2 separate regions of the Sus scrofa genome follow, and region 1 is linked to region 2. The links are chromatin contacts, called in public Hi-C maps. All regions are on one chromosome and are shown on one strand. Each heading gives the region's core, a stretch centred on a gene start, on an enhancer-like site or on the middle of the called end of the contact. The rest is flanking DNA. Distances are from core to core; before and after follow the strand shown.

Region 1 (4,285 bases), core at 899-3,398, 620 kb after region 2:
CTATATTGCCTTCTATTTCTCCATTCAGTTCTTAATAGATGTGGATACTTGATGTGTGGTACAAATATATTTATAATTGTTATACCTTCCTAGTAAATTAAATTTTTTACCCTTAAACAACTTCTATATGTTTTACGACAGTTTTTGACTTAAAGTGTATTTTGTTTGATAAGAGTATGAGTACCCTCTGGCCTCTTTTGATTACCATTTGGATATAATATCTTTTTTTTCCCATCCATTCACTTTCAGCCTATGTATATCTTTAAATCTAAAGTGAGTCTCTTGTAGACAGCATATTGTTGGATCAATTTTTTATCCATTTAGTTATTCTGTGTTTTTTGATAGAAAGTTTAATACACTTACATTAAAGGTAATTTCTGACAACTTTTACATTTTTTTACTTGTTTTCTGTGTTATTGCTTTTTTGTTACTCTTTTCCTCTCTTGCTATCTTCCTTTATCTTTTGATTTTTTTTATAGTTACATGCTTATTTTCTCATTTTTCTTTCTTTTTTTCCTGTATCATTTTCTTTTGTATATCTTCTATAATTATTTTCCTTGTTTTCACCATTGTGGTTACATGAAACATCTTATAATAATAATCTATTTTAAGCTGATGACAAATTGACTTAAGATGAATACAAATACTCTACACTTTTTCTTCTCTACACACACACGTCATGTTATTGATGTCACAAATTACTTCTTTTTATGTTGGCATCCATTAACATTTTTATAGTTATAGTCATTTTCCATACTTTTGTCTTTTACCTTCTATCCAAGAATTAAGTGATTTACATACCACCAACACAGTGTTACAATATTCTGTATTTGTCTATATATTTATCTTACCCAGCAAGGAACTTTCATATGCTTTTATGTTGCTGTTTAGTGCCCTTTCATTTCAACTTGAAGGATTTCCTTAATCATTTTTTTCAAGGTAGGTCTAATTGTAACAAACTCCCTCAGCTTTTGTTTATTGGAAAAAATGTTTATTTCTCCTTCATTTTTGGAGGATAGTTTTGCCAGACATAGTATTCTTGGTTTGTAGAGTTTTTTGTTTTTTTTTTCCCAGTACTTTGAATATATCATTTCACTCCCTTTTGGCTTGCAAATCTTCTGCCAAGAAATTTGCTGATAGTCTTATGTTGAGTCCCCTTATATGTGACAAGCACTTTTCTCTTGTTGTTCCAAAATTCTTTTCGTCTTTCACTTTTGACAAGTTGATTATAACATGTCTCACTGTAGACCTTTTGCGGTATATCTTAGCTGTAGCATTAAGTTTCTTAAATATGAATGTCTACTTCCTCCCCGTGATTTTGGTACATTTCTTTAGGATTAGTTTCTGGAGTTTTCTTTAGGATCAGTTTCTGGAGTTTTAGTTGGTTCCTTTTTTGGAGCCATGTTCCCCTGTTTCTTCATGGGTGTCATAACTTAATGTTGGCATCTGTCTGTTTGAAAAAACAACTATTTTTCCTAGTCTTTATGAACTGGCTTCCTATAGGAGAATACCTTTACCAATCACTCTGGCTAGAGATTCAGGAGGCTTCTAAAATTTTATCATGTGATGCATCTTCTCTGGGATTTTGCCTTCAATTCTCAACGAGAGGCTTGCCAATTTTTATTCATGAGCTCCTAATCTCTTGCCCCCTCTGGTGTCTATCTGTGGCACTGCAAATTCTCTGGTTTTATAGCAGTAAGCCACCCCATTCTCCCTTGTTCTCAGCAATCACCAGGCCGCATAAGTATGCCAACTCCATGTCAGCACTCCAAGTCAGGAGAGACAGATACCAGTCCCTCAGGCAGCCCTCTGAAAAGCATAATACTGAATGCACATTCCACTCTTCTCTTTCCCCCTGAGGAAGTAGTCACGAGATGGCATAGTCTCTTCTAGAGCTGAGCTTGCTGGCTTGGGGGAGGGGCTGACATGGATAAAGTGAAATTGCTCTTTCTACTGTTTCAATGTAGCTATTCTCAGCTTTGTACTCACCTGAGGTACTATAATTTCTTAACCAAATTCTATAAATCTCATAACTATATTTTGGTCCATATATAGTTTTTAAATTGGTATTTCTGTGGGGTAGTGACAGCTGGGACTTCTATGCCACAATCTTCCTGATATCACTCAAGTGTGTGTGTGTGTGTGTGCGTGTGTGTGTGTGTGCACGCGTGCGCATGTATAGTACTTTGACAGGAATTATTTAAAAATAACTTGTGTATTGCATCACCAAGAAAGTATTATAAGTTGAACTGATTCTAAATGGAGCAAGAGAGTTTGGATGGACTCCAAAATGGATGTCTTCCCCAAACTCCTCCAGATCCACATTGATTGTTGGTTACCTAGATTTTCTGTGGCTCAAATGACTATCACTAGTTGATTGAAAGAGCCTGACACACTAACGCAAACAAAACTCAATTTTATCCTTTCATGGCACCACCCCTGCAAATCCATTCAACCAATCCTTCTCACTCCAAGCATGCTGAAATCCTGTGTATATCACATAGTGTTTCCCAACACCTTCAGATATTATCAAATAATCTCAATGTTCAAGTAATAAAATATCCAATCCAGTCTAATTTTAAACTCCAGGAGTTTCTATTGTGGCTCAGCATTAACAAATATGACTAATATCCATGACTAGGCGGGTCTGATCCCTGGCCTTGCTCAGTGGGTTAAAGATCCAGCATTGCTGTGAGCTGTGGTACAGGTCACAGGCTTGGATCCTGTGTTGCTGTTGCTATGGTATAAGCTGACAGCTGCAAGTCCAATTACACCCCTGGCCTGGGAACTTCCATATGCCTAAGATATGGCCCTAAAAAAAGCAAAAAATAAAAACTCCAAACTCCAACACAATTTATAACATCACCAGCTCAGGTCTGCTACAGGTCAAGGAGTCTGAATTAGGAGAGGGGCACTGGGGAGTTCCCATCATGGTTCAGTGGTTAATGAATCCAACTAGGAACCATGAGGTTGTGGGTTCGATCAGTGTGTTAAGGATCCAGCGTTGCCATGAGCTGTGGTGTAGGTCACAGATGTGGCTTGGTTCCCACGTTGCTGTGGCTATGGCGTAGGCCAGCAGCTACAGCTCCAATTAAACCCCCTAGCCTGGGAACTTCCATGTGCCATGGGAGCAGCCCTAGAAAAGGCAAAAAGACAAAAAAAAAAAAAAAAAAAAAAAAAAAAAAAAGGAAGGGGCATGGATGATTTTACCCTGTCCCCATTTTCCCACCTTACTTCATCACTGGTTTTCCTTTCATTACACTGCCTCTGACTCCACAGAAATGGAGCAGTGGACAGAAGAGAGGTCAGGGGCAAAGCTGTCTTACCTTTGGGATCCGGTGTTGGTGGAATGCACTTTGGATTCTGTGGAGACCCTACACCATCTCTGGGGACCTTCTCCATCAGTTCTCTTAATATGGCCAATAACTTTTTCAGTGAGATCCTTATGATTTTTTCCCCCACCTCTGACTTCCAGGGGTTGTACACATATACCACACTCCCACTAGGGAGTCACCTTGACCATTCTGACAGCCCTCTTATATTTATGTATATAACTCCCCCTTCTACTTTATTCTGAACTATAGAAAACATTAAGAGCTTTGAAGAAGCTTTATTCTTGCCTTTGCCATCCACAGACCCCTGAGCTAGACTTTGCCCTTCTTAGACATTTCAGATCCTGCATCTCTCAAATTCCATAATGGCACTTATCATGCTCTACAGTCCTCCTCACTTGGCTTGCGGTGAGGTCAGAGCACCTTCATCCCCTCCCTATGGAGGGCATGTGGCACACTGATCACTCTTTTAAAAAAAAATTCCCCCCCCTGCTGTACAGTGGGAAAATAGAATTTAAAAAAAAAATTAAAAAAAAATAAAAAAAGTAAAAAAATTCCCCACCAGTGTCCTCAAACTCTACATAAATTCATGATCTTGAAAAATCTAAATATAAAATTCATTATAAAACTCCCTAAGGAAACTACAAACAGGTATATCCTCAAACTGATAAAGAACATCTACTAGAAAAATCATACATAAGGAAAAATAACAAAATGTTTTTCCTTAAGATTAAGAATAAGGCACAATGCCTGCTCTCACAACTCCTATTCAACACAGTACTAGAAATCTTAGCCAGTGTAATTAGGCAAGAATGGAAATAAAAATCATATGGATTAGAAAGTAAAACTAAAAATGTCTCTATTGCATACCATATAGAAAATCCTGAAGAATTTATGAAATAAATAAATAAACACAAACCTCCTAGAATCAAGTAAGTTCAGCAAGGATGCAT
Region 2 (4,083 bases), core at 473-2,972:
TTGTTGATAACGTAGCAAATTCTCCTGGCTGTATGTGATTCCAACAATTGTGTCCAGTCTAAGGATGGGACATCCAAGAATCTCCCTAGGGTGTGTGAGGCCTGAGGTAAATCACACTGCATGTCCCCATTCCCACCATGCTTACAAAGGCACAATCAGATTTCAAAGGCAGTTCTGAACTGGAAAGGAATATATCATCACCAAGGGAAACGTTTAAGAAATACGCATGGAAGCAGAAAAAGGGGACATCATGTTTGGGCTCAGGATGGCAGTGTCAGGGGCTGTGAAATACCTTTCCAGACTTTCTATCATCTTGGTTTCCCCACCTCCAGCTGCACTGATTCTCAGTGGCTTCTGCAGTGGGCTTAGCACTTGGTCGCTACTGCAGTACCTGAGGGCCCCCTGGCCCAGGGTGTCCATGCTGACTGGCCAAAACCTCCAGGAGCGATTGCCAGAAACACTTCTTTCCTCCACAGATGAGAGTTTCTGAACTTCAGGAAGTTTGCTGGCCACGGTTCCTTCAAAAAATTTGGTTAAAAATGATCCAAGTAGATTTAGGATGGGGCAGATCTGGCACATGGCTATCCACACACCTACTTCAATTATAAAAGGTGTAATCCATTCAAAACAAACATAAAGGATGTTACTATGTAGCACAGGCTACATAGTAGAAAGTAAGAAAGGAAGAAAGTAAGCCACTGGTGTTAGATGGTGTATTAGTTTCCTGTCGCTGTTGTAGCAAATTGCCACAACCATAGCGGCTTAAAACAGCACAGATTTATTCTCTTATGGTTCTGGAAACCTAAAGTCTGGAAATCAGTATCACTAGGCTGAGGCTGACACCAGACACCGGGGCTGGTTCCTTCTAGAATCTCCAGGGGGAGCATCTGTTCCTTGCCTTTTCCAGCTTCTCCTGGCCCTAGGCTTCCTTGGTGGTCACATGACTTTATTCTCTGCCTCTGTGGTCACACTGTGGCCTCCTTTCCTGCATTCAAGTCTCCCTCTGCCTCCTTTTTTTAAGAACACATATGATGATATTTAGAGCCCACCACATAATCCAGGATAATCCCCCCATCTTAAGATATTTAATCACATCTGTCAAGTCCCGTTTGCATGCGAGGTGACATTCATAGGCTCCAGGGATCAGGATGTGGATATCTTTGGGGGCCATTACTCAGCCTACCACAAATGGGAATCCCCTTCATTAACAAATGCAAGCAGTTGCCTTGTTAAAGTGTGTTCTTTGCTCAGCTGAATAGAAAGACAATTCATTGGCACCCTCATTTTTTTTTTTTCCATTTGAAATCTATAATCAGCTCCTGAGGCCAGTATATTACAGGAGCATCATTTCCTGCAATTGCCATTGTCTTTGCCAGCTCAGGAAAGGAGCTGAGAAGTGGCTTCTAAAGAAATGAACAACCTAAGACCTTCCTCTCCTCTATTCAGAATTACCATATACAAGCATCTGGGTCATTTTCCATCACATCAGAATTGATGAAGTGCTCCAGATCTGGCAAGAAAGCATATGCATTCCCAGACACATCAAAACCTAAATATATACCCCCTGAAGGGATAAAGAAGTGGCATTTAAGCCTGGAATGGTTGTCCAGTTGAAAAACAGGAGGTTGAAAAAGGACAGCTATTTAAAAGTCACTCTGATATGACCTGTTCCCCAAACAATTCATCTCAGGGTCACAGCCATTGTTGCTAGGTGGCATAACATTTATTGTTGTAGTGTCCTGGGCTCCTTGGATTGGTAACAGACACATCCATTCCTCAGAGTATGAGCAAAGTTGATAATGTCCTGTTACCCTAGGCGAGCTGAGCTTCAATTGCCAAGACACCAGTTGACATTAAGACTTTGCAACACCTATCATTGTCTGTCACCTCCGGAGATAACCTCTCTTGTGACAAGTTTCTCCTGTCACCAGCCACTGATGCCATTTTATTCAGTCTCTTTTGTAGACCAGCTCCTGGGTCCCTGACATGGCCTGGCTTGCCGAGTTTGGTCATATGCTCAAAGCTAAATTCACATACCTCCAGACCTCAGAGTGTGATGGGGTAGGAAATCATCAGAGGACCAGGACAGAGTAAGACTGTCAGAGAAACTGCAAATCAGCAAAAGAACAAAAGCCCCTTGACCCTGAGCACATCTGCCATGTATTTAATTTCACTTTCTTGCCAAGCCCTGAAAGCCCAGGCTGGGGAGACTTGGGGGCGGCGTGGGGTTACACAGTCTAGGAGAGCTAGAGGTGAAAAGCCTGGCAGGTTGCCACTCTTGCGGTCCACTCTCTTGGAAGGGACCATTGGTGGTGGTGGTGGGGACCCACGGGCCATGAGGATAATCTTGCACGTAGACCTAAGGGGCTTCGGGAGTGTCTGGATGACCAGACGCCAGTTGCACTGTACTGATTTTATTTGCTGGTTACTTTGCCAGCTGGCTGCTGACCAAAGGAAGCAAAAGAGGCTTTAGCTTTTCTTTGGGGCTCTGATCTCGAGGTGACATTAAGGAGATCTTGCCATTTGGGAGGAAGTGAGCCAATGAGATCCTGAGTGGATCTTCATTTCCACCTTCTAAGGTCAAATTGAAAAGAAGCCAGGCACAGAAGGGTTTTATTTCGGGAAATACCAGAAGGACCTTCGTGATGGAGCTCTGTCTACTTCTCCAGCCTCATTTTCACTCCTCCCTGCCCACCCCCTCCATCTCCCTCAACACACACACACACACACACACACACACACCCCTACACTTTTAGGTCCAAAAAAGTCAGAGGATCTACTCTCAGTTTCTCTTCACTACTTTTCATTCTTCTCATCTTTCTCATCTAGTTCAAATATCATGGTCTCCTGGATTCTTTCCTGGATTTCCCATTCTCTCCAGGCCACCGCCAGCATCTCTCATGTTGTTGATCACATGAGGCACTGGAATACTTAATTTATCAATCTTTCTTACTAGACCAGAAAGTATTTGAAGGTAGAATTCTATCATTATATTCCCAGCTGGTACAAGGTCAGGGTGCGATCGGTGTTGATGAGGATGATGGCATTCATATATCAGACATTCCCTGTGTTTGCAGAGGAGACATTTGACCATGACCCTTTGGTGACAGAGGGTGTGTGATGGATGCACTAGAAGAAGCAGGTATGAAGCCACAGGGCTTCACGTACATCACTCATTTAAGAAAAGCAGTGCTGATTGATTTTTAAAATTTCAGTGGCAATGGAATATTCTTTCAGGGAAGTGGAACCAGGGTGCTGGATGATAACTGTGTATGTCCCAAGCCCAGGAAGCTTGGCCATCTTGGAGATGCATCAGGAATTCTGCCCACCACAAGGGCTCCCCATTGAATGCTCTAAGGCCAACCCACTCAAATCTCTGCTTAGAAAGAATAAGGGAAAGTCAAAGATCAGAGACAACCATGCTCTGAGATATTCCATGTGCTCAGCTACATTTATTACACTCTCATTAGTTAGGCTGGGGCCTCTGATTTGTCTGGTCACTGGACTGCCATTGGAAGTGACATGTGTCACCTCTGAGCCAAAGTATAGAAAAGTAGGTAAGCATTCTCCCAGTACCAGCTCCCCCATTGTGATCACTGAGGGCTCGTGTTGAGATGGCAGAGCAGGAGGATCAAAGAAGCCTGGAGGCTGAGTCACTGCATGGAAAATAGCTGCCTTGGAGAGATGCCCAAACCCACAGTGGTGTTTGCATGAGTGAAATATAAATGTGGGTTGTCATAAGCCCTGAAATCTGGAGGTGGCAAATGGCCTGTCTGACTATAGCAGGCAAGTTGTCCTAAATACTCTCTCACATACTTAGGAAGGGACCACTTCTCAGTGCCAGAAAGACTGACATGCGTGTGGCCGTCTCTTCTCCTTCATGGGAATCAGCATGAGAGCCCAAGGAAGCTGGCAGGCTGACAGGCACAGGGTGAATTCACTGGGTGTGTTGTGGAAAACTCAGAGAAGAAGCACAGGTATAGGCGACATACATCTGTGTGCTTTCCTTACACTAATTTTTGAATTATAGCCTCACAGTCATTGGAGGGCAGGGACAGAGATAATGAAGGGTAGTGGTGGGAT

The links. Hi-C and Micro-C count contacts between places; a contact is called where the count stands out from the background.
Region 1: a contact with region 2 is called in a Hi-C map of omental adipose tissue, with 1.5 times the contacts expected there. The contact joins two enhancer-like sites. A contact is called at or near these places in 7 of 47 Hi-C or Micro-C datasets (embryonic fibroblasts, fetal heart ventricle, heart right ventricle and 4 more).

What each region holds. Positions count from the first base shown.
Region 1 is chr6:110,386,998-110,391,282 of Sscrofa11.1, forward strand. The region is part of intron 2 of LOC110261185 (a long non-coding RNA gene); the gene reads right to left. Among named protein-coding and RNA genes, the nearest start is that of ZNF521, 270 kb to the left of the region's middle. Within about 2 kb of position 2,149, at least 2 of the 83 cell types and tissues checked have an H3K27ac peak or open chromatin away from gene starts, as enhancers often do.
Region 2 is chr6:109,766,484-109,770,566 of Sscrofa11.1, forward strand. No RefSeq gene overlaps it. Among named protein-coding and RNA genes, the nearest start is that of ZNF521, 350 kb to the right of the region's middle. Within about 2 kb of position 1,723, at least 3 of the 83 cell types and tissues checked have an H3K27ac peak or open chromatin away from gene starts, as enhancers often do.